2 separate regions of the Sus scrofa genome follow, and region 2 is linked to region 1. A link is a contact called in public promoter capture Hi-C data. All regions are on one chromosome and are shown on one strand. The core of a region is the stretch at or near the end of the contact, and the rest is flanking DNA. Distances in the headings are between cores, read along the strand shown. Region 1 holds the start of STK17A (serine/threonine-protein kinase 17A). Region 2 holds the start of C18H7orf25 (UPF0415 protein C7orf25 homolog).

Region 1 (7,152 bases), core at 1,986-4,485:
ATATTGACCGTTTAAAATGTTTTCTCCAAACAGCCACTGCACTGAGAGCTTTCCATTTTACTACGATAACATAGTGGGAAGTCCTGAAGGAAGGAGGCTCCTGTGTTGGAACAATTAGTTCTTCACACCTCGACATGTTCTCTTTCTTTGCTCTTAACGTTTTCAACTAAATGAAGGGCCACAGAACGAAATGAATACATCTCCTGTTTTTCATACCTTATCACTAAAATAGAACATGAGTAATTCTTCAGTTATGTACCAGCATGACGTCAACGCGTTGTATCAGAAATGCAGCCAGGGAGTTCCCATTGTGGTGCAGTGGAGATGAATCTGACTAGCATCCATGAGGATGCAGGTTTGATCCCTGGCTTTGCTCAGTGGGTGGGGAATCCAGCGTGGCTGTGGCTGTGGTGTGGGCCGGCAGCTGTAGCTCGGATTCGACCCTTAGCCTGAAACTTCCATATGCCGAGGGTGTGGCCCTAAAAAGCAAAAAAAAAAAAAGAAAAAAGAAATGCAACCAGTTAACAGCTGGAAAACGAAGCAACTTTTTCTTACTACAGAAAGGATTACACATAAACACATTTCATTATGTCAAAACTACAATATACAGGCAAAATTTATAAACCTGAAAGACTGCTTACAACACAAAGCAGAACTTTTACTTCCCGAGACTTCTAAACAGTTCCCATGTCTTTTGCAATGAGGTGTTATTACTTTTGCATGAGCTAGAAGCACACTGGGAGGTGGTGCAGGTTTTCTTGTTTTTGCCTGTTGGTTACATGCAAAATACCATTCACTGGCTATACAATGAATTACATTTTTTGAGTGCACCCCCTAAGCTAAATACTGCCTTTATGCTAGAGACGTGTTTTAATTTATTTAATTCTTTCAACAATGCTATGAGGCAATCAATGGTTAGGTAACTTACTTACGTACACATAACCAGTAAGTAAAAAGCCAAGACTCAATCACAGACTGTCTGACTCCAAAGTCATCGTTCTTAACCACTGCGTTACGCTTCTCCGTGAAGAAAAGGGGAACCCAAAAGACGGAAGTCCCCTTGTGGCACAGTGGGTTAAGGACCTAGTGTTGCTCCTACAGCTGGGTTCAATCCCTGGCCCAGGAACCTCCACATGGCGCAAGTGCGGCCAAAAAAAAAAAAAAAAAGTTAACATTCATTTCCTTTTTTGGTTTTGGGCTCTTGATTTAAGTATCTAATTTCATGTTCCCCTGAGTTATTATTTTTGTAAAGAAACTTATATAAGAAAAGGTATGTAGAAGATGTCATACCATTAAAACAAACACTTCATAGGCAAGCTAACTGTATAATATAGGCTGAAACAATTCATTCCTGCAGGAATTATCACAACAGCTGGTAGAGTACGAAGCAATTTTTTTCCCATTAAGTCAGTTATTACAAAGTCTTCAAGATGGTGCTCGCCACCTGAAGACATTTCAGTTTTGTAAGACGTTTTTGTTTTCTGGTATGAAGTCAGACAACTCAAACAATGGAAAGTCCTAGTTTTCCTTCAAGAAATCAGGGTTCCTTTAGAATGTCTGGAATTCTGACCAATTAGAAAACCTAGATGAGTCCGTAGCTGTCCATGTCATCTTTTGTCACACCTACAGTTTGTGCAGATCCAGTTAATTGGTGCCCAGGAGAGTGAAGAAAATCTTATCCCTGAAAAATATGTGTCCTTTTAACATTTGGAATAAATAAGATACTTCTGGGGTAGGTATCGCTGCCAAAACTATTTCTAAAAGTTACCTTCATGCTTGTAAGGCACTTTTATTATTATTATTATTTTTTTTAACATTGTAGCGGATATTATGGACCCTGTTTTTCTAAGACCCCAGAAGGAGGCTGTCATAACTGCCAGGCCCTTTGCCCACTACACCATGGTGCGATGCTGCAACCATGACAAACACCTGCAACAGCTGCTAACACTTACCAAATGCCATGTGCCAGGCCCTGGGGCTTGCACTTGACAGACTCCGCATCTTAACAACACCCCGGTGAGAGAGGTGCTGTCACGATGCGGATTTTACGGATGAGAAACGCGCAACAGCAGAGGGGGACTCGGAGCTCGGGTCTGACTCCAAAGCCAGGGCTTTTGATAACTTCTCCAAATTGTCCTCAAGGAAAAAGGGGGGTCAGTCCCCAAGCCCCCATGACTCTAATCATCCCTCTTCAACGTCCCAGATGTAGAGGATTCAAACAGCCTTCACCTTTTGCAATTTTAGAAACAGGCCAAGTTGTAAGCCCCCACCCCTACGCCCTTACAAGAGTCGGGTGGAGAAGAGAAGGCCAGGGGCCGGCTGACCGCGGGAAAATTCAGACCAGAGCCCAGAGCTTAGGAGGGAAGCCCATCTGGACTTAAGGGGCAGGGACCTAAATGTTTCAGAACGAGAACAGAAGAGCCCCACGGAACCGAAAACCAAGTCAGCAGAAGGCGGCAGACAGAAGTGCACCCAGCGCTGGTGCAGAGGAAGCTGTCACGCTCGGTTTCATCTTCTCTGCCGCAGCCACAGAGGGAGCAGCCGGAACCCACAAGAGCTGCAGGGCGAAACCAGAGCTGACGCTACCCCTCGGCTCCGACGCCGCGGGCAGAGGCGCGCAGCGCGGTTCCCACGCCGTCTCGTTCGGTTAACCGCACAAAGGACCGCAGAGGCTGGAAGGCCCCGAGCAGAGGCTGGGAGGTTCTCGGCGACCCGCGTGGGAGCCTTTCTCGGGCCGCTACCAAGTGCACAGCGCACTCCGGCGACGCGCGGCCGGGCGGCCGGGCGGCCGGGGCGGGGGGCCCCGCCGCCTAATCGCCGCCCGCACTCAGGTCGGCGCCCGGTCCCGCCGCGCCCGCCGGCCTCCCGCTCTCATCTGCGCCCCGCCCGCGCGGCCGCCCGGCCTCACCTGCCCAGCTCCCGGCCCGGGCTCAGGCTGTAGCTGTCCTGGAAGGGCTCGGTGCGCACGGCGGTGCGGATCTCCGTCAGCAGCCCGCGGGCCGGCGGCGGCGGCCGGCGCGGCGTGCTCGGTCCCCGGCTGGCCCGGCCCGAGCCGGAGGCGGCGGCCGGGGAGGAGTCGCCGCTGCCCGGCTTCTCCAGAGGAATCATGGCGCTCGGGCGCGCCGGCTTTCTGGCCGCCCGGCTCGCTCCGAGCTGCCGGCGGGTAACGGCCCCGCCTCCAGCAGCCTCCAGCCGGTCGGAGAGAAGCAACCGCTCTCCTCCGCGCCGCGCTCGGACTGGGAGGGCCGGCTCCCCGCGGTCCGGCCCCGCCGGCGCCCGGCCCCGCCCCGCGCCCGGCCCCGCCCCCGCATCCGGCCCCGCCCCCGCCCCCGAGGGCGGTCCAGAGCGCCATGTGCCTTACGCGCGCCCTCTGCAGCCGAGGGGGAGAAGGTGCAGCCTGGCGCCTGGCGAGGGGCCTCGCGCCGGACGCCGCAGTCTAGAGGCGACCAACAGCACCACCCTTCTGGCTGGAGGACCCGCTGCGTCAGCCGGTCACGCACCTGCGGATCATCTTAGTTCAGATCAGGTGAATGCAAGGCAAAGAGCTGCCTGCCAGAGCTTCACCCCGCCTTACCTTGGTAGAGTGAGGACTACCACTCAGATCAGGGCTGCTGGAAGCAGGGCTGCGTGGAAGTAGCCCCGGGCAGCGGGCTCCTGCTTAAGTTGAGGAGGAGCATGAAGAGGCAAGAGTTGAGTAAATATTTTAAGCCCTTACACGAGTCCCATGAAATAGGCGCTATTATACTGACTGTGGTCTTCTATATTTAACTTCCAAGGTGCTCTTTTCCGGTCTTGTGGCTTTAATTACAACCGTATGCTCATGACTACAAAATTTGTAGCTCCAGCTTCCAACCATTCTCTGAACTTCAGACTCATGTATTCAAGTATACACCTAGCATCACCAGTTAGATGGCAAATTAGAATCTCAGACTTAACAAGCAAAAGGCAGCTCCTGATCGTCCTTCGCAAATGCGCTGTTTCCCCAGCCAGTTTCCCTTCCTCGGTAAACAGCAGCTCCATCCTTCCAGAGATTCAGGCCAAAAACCTTGTTTCTCTCATACCCCTCATTCAACTTGTTAGTAATTCCTCTTGCCTTTGCCTTCAAAATACATCCAGAATATATTTTGAAATACATTCAAAATACATCAGATCACATCTTTCCATTTCCACATTACTGCAATTAGCATTACCTCTCGTCTGGATTATTGTGAGAGCTTGTTAACTGGATTACCTGCTTCCATACTTCCTCCTCCCCAGTTCCATATAGTTTAGTTTCAAGGCAATCAGAATGACCTTTTAAAAATCTAAATCAGGAGTTCCTGTCGTGGCGCAGTGGTTAACGAATCCGACTAGGAACCATGAGGTTTCGGGTTCGGTCCCTGCCCTTGCTCAGTGGGTTAACGATCCGGCGTTGCCGTGAGCTGTGGTGTAGGTTGCAGATGCAGCTCGGATCCCGCGTTGCTGTGGCTCTGGCGTAGGCCCGTGGCTGCAGCTCCGATTAGACCCCTAGCCTGGGAACCTCCATATGCCTCGGGAGCGGCCCAAGAAATAGCAAAAAGACAAAATAAATAAATAAATAAATGAATAAATAAATAAAAATCTAAATCAGATCACCTCACTGCTCTGCTCAAAGCGTGCCAATAAGAGGTTTGCTTCTGGTAATGCTGAGCTAGTCTACTTGTGATCACCTCTCTTACTGAGAAAAAAATGGGTAAATTATGAAAACAAACAATCCTCTGCTCGAAGCAGAAGAGAGCTTCAAAAGCAGCAACAACTTGGATGACTAAAATCCTGGAAAGAAGGGCAGCCAGAATGGCACCACCATCCCACGAGGCATTTGGTGATTCCAAGCAGTAACTGAAAAGGCAGAAATATAAGCAGGGCTTCAGGCTTCTCACTGGGCTGAGGAGACAAAAAAACTGGAGTTTAGGACCTATTAAGGAGAAGGGCCTGGTAAAAATTCTAGATTCAGTTGAATGTGATGCACCCTAGGAGCATTGGTAAAAGGGAACTAGACCGGTCCTCATAAGGACAGAGGAACGGCTTTGAAATGCAAGAGCAAATCCCCTCTGGAGAAAAACACCACCATCCAGAGCCGCGCCTCATCTGCACAATATTTCATGTACAATGTCTGGCATTTAATCTAGCACTTATAGGGGGCACACAAAAATAATTATCTTTAAGAAAAAAAGAAAACAGAATCAAGCAAGCAGGAGATTCAAATTTTCTGGAGAGATTTGATAGATTTTTAAATAATTCTGTTTATTCTAGAAATTAAATAAGAGAATTTCAGCATAGAACTGAGAACTCCAAAGAAGAATACAATGGAATTTTTAAGATTGGGTAGGGGGTGGGTGTGTAGGGGGATCTCACCATCTAAAACTATGACTCATTCGATGGGTTTAACAACGTATTAGATGCAACTGAAGAATTAGTGCGCCTGATTAGCGAACTTAAGCCAAAAAATAGGCAAAATGAAACATGAGAGGTAAGAGGACATAATGTTCAGACACGAGAATAAAACACATGAGGTCTATGTTAAAACGGTCTAAAACACATGTACTTGAAGTATCAGAAGGAGAGGGGAGAGAAAAAGAAAAGCAATATTTGAAAAGTTAGTGGCCAGAAATTTTTCAAAACTAATGAAAGACAACAGCTCACAGAATCAAGAAACATGAATATCAAGCAGGATTCCAAGCAAAGAAAATCACACCTAAATAATTATGGTAAACTACTAAGAATTTATTTATTTATTTATTTACTTACTTACTTTTTAGGGCTGCACCTGCGGCACATGGAAATTCCCAGGTCAGGGGTTGAATCAGAGCTACAGCCGCTGGCCTACACCACAGCCACAGCCACACCAGATCCAAGCCATGTCTGTGACCTACACCACAGCTCACGGCATTGCCAGATCCTTAACCCACGGAGCGAGGCCAGGGATCGAATCCTCGTCCTCATGGATGCTATTTGGGTTTGTTTCTTCTGCGTGACAATGGCAACTCCAAGAATTTAAAACAAAGAGAAAAATCTTGAAAAAAAATAGGCAGAGAAAGCAGATATATTACCTGCACAAGGGCAAGAGTACAATCAAGAGCTTATTATCAAAGAACAATGGAAGCCTGAAGACCTGAGTGCTTCAAAAGGCTGAAAGAAATTCCCTGCCAATCTAGATTACGAACTACCTAGTAAAAATATTCTTCAAAATTGGAGGAGAAATATAGGCATTTTTTTACAGCAAACATATCATCAGCTGACCTACATTAAAGGAAATTCCAGAAGGAGTTCTTTAGGTAGATGCAATTGTGGCGATGTCTGAGGGATGTAGAAAAATGAAGGGATTACTGGGTTGCTAGCTATAAATAAATATGAAGTGCATAGAACAATACGTATAATGCCTTATGGTCTTAAATATATAGGGACTTGAAATATTACACAATAATAGCCCCAAAGGAGGGAGAGAATAAAAGGAATTAAAGTGTGCTAAAGTCCTAGCATCGAGTGGGAATTGATAAAAAGGACCTGGCTTTAATACATCAAGAGTGAATTTCATCATCTTGAGAGTAGCAACTAAAACAACAGAAAAAGAGCAAATAACAAGTTAACAGAGTGGGGAAATAGGATGATAAAAATATTTAATCAAAAAGAAGCAAGAAAGGAAAGAACAAGGAACATAAAGTGAGAACAGACAAATAAAAAACAAGCAGTTAGGTGACAGGTTTGTGCAAACTGAAGTTGTTGTAGTTGTTGTTTTTAACAGCAATTACTTTAAATATAAACATAATTTGAGGTTCCCGTCGTGGCGCAGTGGAAACGAATCCACCTAGGAACTATCCCTAGCCTCGCTCGGTGGGTTAAGGATCCAGCATTGCTGTGGCTGTGGTGCAGGCTGGCAGCAACAGCTCTGATTAGACCCCTAGCCTGGGAACCTCCATATGCCACCGGTGCGGCCCTAAAAAGACAAAACAAACCCCCAGAGTTTAATATACCCTCAATTAAAATGCAAAAGTTCTAGACAGGATTGAAAAATAATAGCTGTGTGGGCTTCAATAAGACACCTTAAATAGGAAGTTACAAAAAGGTTGAAATTAAAAGGATGGAAAGATTTATGCCATGTACCTAATAGAAAGTTGGTGAAGGAGTTCCCTGGTG
Region 2 (7,152 bases), core at 3,234-5,733, 560 kb after region 1:
ACTGATGTTTTTAAAATGAGACTTATAAATCATAATAAACTGTTAAATTCAACTTCCAGCCTTTTAGGAGTTTAGTAAACTTTTAACACAGTTACTTCCTGCTTTTTATCACCGCTGATTTCTAGAAGCCACATTACAAAGCAGAACAGTGAACTCACTCTTTAGGCTTCATGCAGGTCTGGTTAAGTCTCGTTCCCTCTTTCCTGTCAGATGTTGTCTGTGCTGCAGTAAAGCAGACTGCCTGTTTCAGTACACATCACTGCTGGTAGAGCTGGGAGAATCTGAGACGGGGCGGGAAGCATAGATGTTTTTCAGGCACCATTAACTGGATCCGTGAGACCCTGGGATGTTCTGAGATGGCGCTGGAGCTGCCTAGGGCGCCCAGCCAAATGGTCTCCCCTAGGAGATAGATTATGGAAATAGAGAAAAAAATGGTGTGCCAGTTACCGTGGATTTCTCCATCACAAGTAGGTAAATGTATTTAAAAAGAGCCCCCTAGAGTCTACTAGCTCTTTTAAATCCAGGATGAACAAGTGCTGGAAATAAAATACTGATACTTAAATGTCAAATTATGGCTTAAGTCTCTCCCTCATTCATGTAATCTCAGTGTAATCAGAACCCTCTCTGCAGGTTACGGCTCATGTGAGCAAGCAAATAATGGGTCTCTGACCTCAGTTTTCATCCTGTGTGAAGGCGTAGTACTGAGTTTTCTTTGTCTTTTGAGGCATCAAATAGGATAAGAGAAACCATGTCATTATTCTTGCTCCGGAACAGAGTTTTTGAATGTCACTGATCTGACAGCTGAGAGATAGTGGGCATTTCTATGATTAAATGTAGCTCAAAAGATTTTGATGACGATTTAGCCAAGTTTGGGGGAGCATTTCTGCCAGGATTCCCAGTTCTACCCACTATTGGTGTAACACCCTGTCTCCTTATGGTAGCAGAAGTGTAGTGATGAGTGATGGGAGATGCCAGCTTGACCTGTTTTTAGACATTTGCCTCGAAGGCCTCATTTGATGTAACAGTCTCTCCTGTGGGCTCTCGGTATGTACATTGTGAGTCTAGCACATTAGAAAGAGAACTATGTGACAATAAGGAGTGGTTTTTGGAATCCGGTCTCCACTTTCTCACTTCACTGGCCGAGTGACTGCCTGCCAAGGGAATTAATCTCAGGGTTTTCTCAGGACTAAACTTAATCATGCAAGTGAAAGGGCTGGCACATTCGTAGTGCAGTAGTTTGTAAGTTTTAGCCCCTTTGAATTTGCTTAGTCCCCCTCTAATGTCCATCATTAAGAAATCAAAGGAATGCCAAAATTCTACAAATCAAAGAAGGGACGAGTTAAGGCACTTATATTTAAGACAAAAGGAAAGCTTGTGGAGGTTCTTAGGGCTGCTAACAGAGTAAGTCCTACGAATAAAGACGGGAAACGTTGGCTGAAGCAGACCTGTGTCCAGAGTTCATTCTCTGCCTCTTTCCCAGTAAGTGCAAAGCCCAGTTGAACGGAATCGACCTAGCACACTCCTCCCTTGGTTCTCACTTAGTTCTTGTCGTTGACCTCAATTTTAAGTTGTTCTCTTTTGTTGTAGTTCTTGGAAAGCTCAGTTTTTTGGTCTGGGAACCCCCTGTCTGCATCCCTGAACATGCCCAAGCGCCTCAGTTATGTCCAGCCTGTGGATTTTATGTCCATGGTCCCAAACTGCCAGCTCTGAGTCCTTAACCTCCTCTTTATCAGGTTTTTCCTAGCTAGTGTAGGCAAGCTCCGAGCCCCTGCTATAAAGAAACGCAAACTGATAATTCAGTGAATTGCCCAGGAACATGTAAGAGTTGGTAGTATCTCCTTTGCTCTAGACCCCTAATGTCCTGAAACCCAGTCCAGTGGGTTTCATGTAAGAGTTGGTAGTAGCTCCTTTGCTCTAGACCCCTAATGTCCTGAAACCCAGTCCAGTGGGTTTCATGTAAGAGTTGGTAGTAGCTCCTTTGCTCTAGACCCCTAATGTCCTGAAACCCAGTCCAGTGGCCCTGCATTAGTGGCAGCATTGCCTCCGACAAGTTAGGGTTAGGGTTGGGGTTGCCTCAGACAAGTTCCTTGAGTTCAGACTCCTCCCTTGACCCTGCTCTCAAGGACCACATAAAACCAGAATACCTGGCTGACTAGTAAGTGATCACTTCCTAAGCACAAGGGAGATAACGTTAGCCCTTTTTCGAAGGCCTTAAAGTCCCCAAGTTTCCTTAATTTTCACTTTTAGGTATTCTATCAGGTACTGCCACATTTCAAAAGAGCAGGCTTATGGGGTTATTTCTGAATCCCTGAAGGTTCTCGATCATACAGATGTTTTATTCTGCAAGATGAGAACTCAAGAGCTCCGTACTGCCCTCACTGCTCCACCGCTTCAGTTTAATTAGATCACTGTGTTTAGTTGAGAAGACTTTTATTACAGGCATGTAAGTATATACTATGATTGCTTTTCCTCACATTTCTCTTTGCTCTGTTTTCCTTATAGCGGTCATTAATTCTTGCCAGTCCCCCCCAACACACTCTTTTCCTCTGGTCAGATACCAGGGAACCCAGCCTTTCACACCCCTTCTCTCCCAGCACGGGTTCCAAGAAGTACCTTGGAGCCCTCTTCCTGCTCTATTTCAGCCCAGTTGCGTGTTTGACACTTCATTCTCCTCTATCTCGTGATTGGCTGGGTTTAAAATTTTTAGGTTAGAAAGACCTCCGCATTTCGAAAGCATTTCTTCATGGCCTTCTAGATTCCAGTGTTGTTGACGAGAAGCATAATGCTGTTGCCACATCCTTTGTTTTTACCTTTGCCTCCTCTGTGGCTCTTAAGATCTTTTACCTGCAGTGTTCGGAGATCTCACAACGAGGTACCTTTTTGTGGGTTTCTTAACATTCATTGTGTTGAACACTCAGTAGGTCCTTGATTGTAGAAACATCTTTCAGTTTTCCTAAATTTTATAGCATTTCTTTGAGAAATTGCCTCTTCGTTGTCTTTGGTTTTGTTTCTAAAGCTCGTATTTGAACTCTTCCATGCTCCGTTACCTCCCCTTAAAAAAAAATCCTTCTCTTGACTCATGACTGAAGGAAGTATCTTTTCTCTGAGAATGCTAGTTAAGGATATTTTTTTAAAAAGCAAACAAACATTTTTTTCTGCTTTCTGTTTTCTTCAGATTCCAAACTAAAAAATGTTTGGAAGTGCTGTGTTTGTGAGTCCCAAACCTACTCACAAAGCGGTGGAGGAGAGACGCTCGATGTGGGCACCTCTAAACCATTTCTCTGTGGTCTTTCATTTGCTCTGTTTCTCCAGAGGAAAATCAGGGTTGGGGGAAGGGGGTCGTAAGGGCGGTGGGACAGGAGCGCCAGCATTCTGGAAGGCGCAGGGAAGGGGCGGACAGCGTTTTGCGATGCAGTATGAAATTTTCTTTTCATGGTGTGTCTGGAACCCATCGCAAACTCTAGGCTTCTGCCTGGGGAACAATGGGTAACCGTCCCAGCTTCACAGGACTTGCTTTAAAAACTTGTAAGCAGTAAGCACGGCCCAGGTTCAGTCCTGCCTCACTGCTCCCCTCCTTGCCTTCCTCGGTAGTTCCAGAGCCTTTCTGGGTTCTGCCTTGTGAACCACTTGAGGCAGTTTTCTCTCAGCTAACTACCTACCCCATCCGCAAAGAGGCTTCCTGGGTTCAAATAACCTCTCTCTGGCAGACTTAATGCTAAAATATATCTTTTAGGCTAAATTAATATGTGAACAAACACTTAGAACAATATCTGCCACATAGTAAGCCCTGAGGAAGTGTTGTCATTGTTCTTTGTCTTCCAGAAATGTGTTGACAATTTTTTTTAGTCTTTGGAGTTTATTCCTTCTTCATTGCTTTACTGTCATTTCAGTTGGGTTTAGGAAAGGATTAACTTAAAGTGCTCTTTAATCTTTAAAATCAGCCTCTGGACATTACTAAGCTAATAGCAATTCTCCAGCCCTTCAGAAGCCACCGGTCATTTGTCCTTTTAAGAAACGCAGCACATCCCTAATAGCACACTTTCTATGGAGAGCTCAGGATGGTGCAGGTGTAAAGTGCTTTGGCTCCGAGTTAGAAATCCCAGCTCCAGCACCTGCCAGCTGTGTAACCTTTGACAAGCCTCTCCAGCCTGTTTTCTCTTCTGTTAAAATAAGCCACATTTTTTTTCTAAGACAACAACCATTGTCGAGCGCTTGTAGGCCTTTGAACTTGACAGCAAAATGGTGCACTCGGCCTGATTGGGGGAGTTAGGCGCCGCCAGGACGTTTGCTTCATCAAAAACCACCGCCCCCCGCCGGAGAGAAGGCTAACCTTGACCAGCGAGACTGCTGGCACCCGGGGGACCGAGCAGCCGGCGCCGCAGCCGGGGAGAGGCGTGGCCCCAGAGCTCCGCCCCCGCCTCTTTCCCGGGGCGAGGCGGCCCCACGTCCCCAGGCCCGCCCCGCGGCGGGCGTGGGCGACGTCGCTGCCCTCAGCAAACATGGCCGCCGCTCTGGCGTCAGCCCTGCTCAGGAGGCCGCGCTGCCGTCTGGGAATCGCGGGCCCGGCGTCACCCGGCGCGGGGCCACGTGACGCGCTAGGCGCCCGAGGTGGCGGGGCTTGCGCAGGCGGAGCAGCCGCGGAGGCCTGAGTGGGGTGGGGGCTGCTGGGCGAGGTTTCCTGGCGGGTCCGAGCCTCGCCCGCACGTGCCTGCCTGCTCGCGCTCGCGGTCCTGGGCGCTGCCGGTGAGGAGCTGGGGAAGGGGCGAGGGGATGGGAGGGGCGCGCCCCTTCCGCGGCCGAGGCGGGGCTGGGCCCGGCCGGCCTGGCGGGGAGGGCGGTGGACGCGGGGCCCTGGCGCCGGCCGCGGGGGCTGTTGGAGCCCGAGCCGGACCTGCGGGGCCAGCGGTGCAGGTGAAGCTGGAAGGCTGGATGCCCTCCCGAAGGCCCAGGCCCGTCCGCCCGGGCCGCCACGGGCTGCACCCGTGGAGTTTATCTTCCAGGCTTTTTCCCTTCAAGTGGGACCAGGAGCCAAGTTGGTGGGCTCCTAAAACCTTTAAACATCCGCTGGGTTGATGTCACATTCAGGGACCGGGCACTCTTGATTCCTTGGCGTGCGTACCGTGTGCCCCTGGGAAATCCCGAGGCAGCTGGTTGAAGGAGCCCCATTCATGAAAGGCTTAGCGTGGCCAATGGAGAGACTCTTGTTCTGGACAGTTCGTTAACCAGCTAGTCTGTGTGGATAATTTTATTTCAGTCTTTTTATCTTGACCTTCTCTACAACCAAACGGTAAGGCCTGCTGATGAGGGAATTCCCTAACGCAGCAGGTTGCCAACCCCCTGCGTTTTATCCTAACCCGGGCATGTTGAGGACGCCGTGACCTTCAGGCTGAAGAAATGAGGGCCTAAAGCGTGTGGATCCAGCATAGGTAAGGAGGAGTTCACGGGCACAGCTGTTATCTTTCCTTAGCAATTTGGGAGGGAGTCGCTCTGGAATCACACATGCAGACGCCCTGGCCTCCATCGTCTCTGTTAGATTGAAGTCTCAGAATCCTGCGTGAAGCCTTGATTGCCATTGATTTGTTTCTTTTCTTCTCATAGGAAAGGAATAATGCTGTCAGCATGTCTGCACATTCCATGCTCTGTGAACGAATCGCTATAGCCAAGGAGCTGATCAAGAGAGCAGAATCACTTTCTAGATCACGAAAAGGTGGCATAGAAGGTGGTGCAAAGCTGTGCAGCAAATTGAAGGCAGAGTTAAAATTCTTACAGAAAGTAGAAGCTGGGAAGGTAGCTATTAAAGAGTCCCACTTACAGAGCACTAACCTAACCCATCTGAGAGCCATCGTGGAATCGGCAGAAAACCTGGAAGAGGTGGTCAGTGTCCTTCATGTCTTCGGTTACACAGACGCCTTGGGAGAAAAGCAGACCCTCGTGGTAGATGTGGTTGCAAATGGCGGTCACACTTGGGTGAAAGCCATTGGCCGAAAGGCCGAAGCGCTGCATAACATTTGGCTGGGCAGGGGTCAGTATGGGGACAAGAGCATCATTGAGCAGGCTGAAGACTTCCTGCAGGCCAGTCACCAGCAGCCAGTGCAGTACAGCAACCCTCACATCATCTTTGCGTTTTACAACAGCGTCTCCAGCCCCATGGCAGAGAAGCTGAGAGAAATGGGCATATCTGTAAGAGGAGACATAGTGGCGGTGAACTCCCTGTTAGATCACCCTGAAGAGCTCCAGCTGAGTGAGAGGGAATCGGATGACGAGGGCCCTGAACTTCTGCAGGTGACCAGAGTAGACCGAGAAAACATCCTGGCTCGTGTTGCCTTTCCGACGGAGATCAAGGTGGACGTGTGCAAAAGAGTGAATTTGGACATCACCACTCTAATCACATATGTATCTGCCCTCAGCTATGGAGGCTGCCACTTTGTCTTCAAAGAAAAAGTGCTCACAGAACAAGCAGAGCAAGAGAGGAAAGAGCAGGTTCTGCCGGAGCTGGAGGCATTCATGAAGGACAAGGAGCTGTTTGCTTGCGAATCTGCCGTCAAGGATTTTCAGTCCATTCTAGATACCTTAGGAGGACCAGGGGAGAGAGAGAGGGCCGCACTGCTGATTAAGCGAATTAATGTGGTCCCAGACCAGCCTTCTGAGCGTGCCTTGAGACTAGTGGCCAGTTCAAAAATCAACAGCCGCTCATTAACGATTTTTGGGACGGGAGACACCCTAAAAGCCATCACAATGACTGCCAATAGTGGTTTTGTTAGAGCTGCCAACAACCAGGGTGTTAAATTTAGTGTGTTTATCCACCAGCCCAGAGCACTTACTGAGAGCAAAGAGGCCCTAGCTACCCCCTTACCCAAAGACTGCACCACTGACAGCAAACACTAATGACATCCTTTAAATATTGTCATGGAAATAAGTTATTTATACCAAAGGCTGGGTCTTGCCATCTTCACTGGAGACAAAAAGAGGTCCATAGTAAAAATAATCCTCAGGACCCTTAAACCAGTAAAGTTGATTGTGTGTCTCATCTATAAAGTTTATAACCTAAAGTAGAAAAAGCACAAGAGGCAGCCTTATTTATCAAACTGGCTACATTATAATTAGAACAGAACTGTGTAAGGCTTTTAGCTGTATCACAATACCAATATCCCA

What was found. Promoter capture Hi-C pulls out the DNA fragments that hold promoters and counts their contacts.
Region 2: a contact with region 1 is called in a promoter capture Hi-C map of liver, with 5 times the contacts expected there. The contact joins the promoter of C18H7orf25 here to the promoter of STK17A in region 1. A contact is called at or near these places in 2 of 5 promoter capture datasets (fetal skeletal muscle and liver) and 2 of 47 Hi-C or Micro-C datasets (both in skeletal muscle).

The regions. Positions count from the first base shown.
Region 1 is chr18:51,358,946-51,366,097 of Sscrofa11.1, forward strand. It overlaps STK17A (serine/threonine-protein kinase 17A), which reads right to left and starts at 3,236. Exons shown (of 7, transcript XM_021078536.1): 1 at 2,909-3,236. The coding sequence starts at 3,108.
Region 2 is chr18:51,919,802-51,926,953 of Sscrofa11.1, forward strand. C18H7orf25 (UPF0415 protein C7orf25 homolog) reads left to right here and starts at 4,484. Exons shown (of 2, transcript XM_005673353.3): 1 at 4,484-4,743; 2 at 5,599-7,152. The coding sequence starts at 5,620. The coding sequence ends at 6,885. It overlaps PSMA2 (proteasome subunit alpha type-2), which reads left to right. Exons shown (of 8, transcript XM_003360207.5): 8 at 1-58.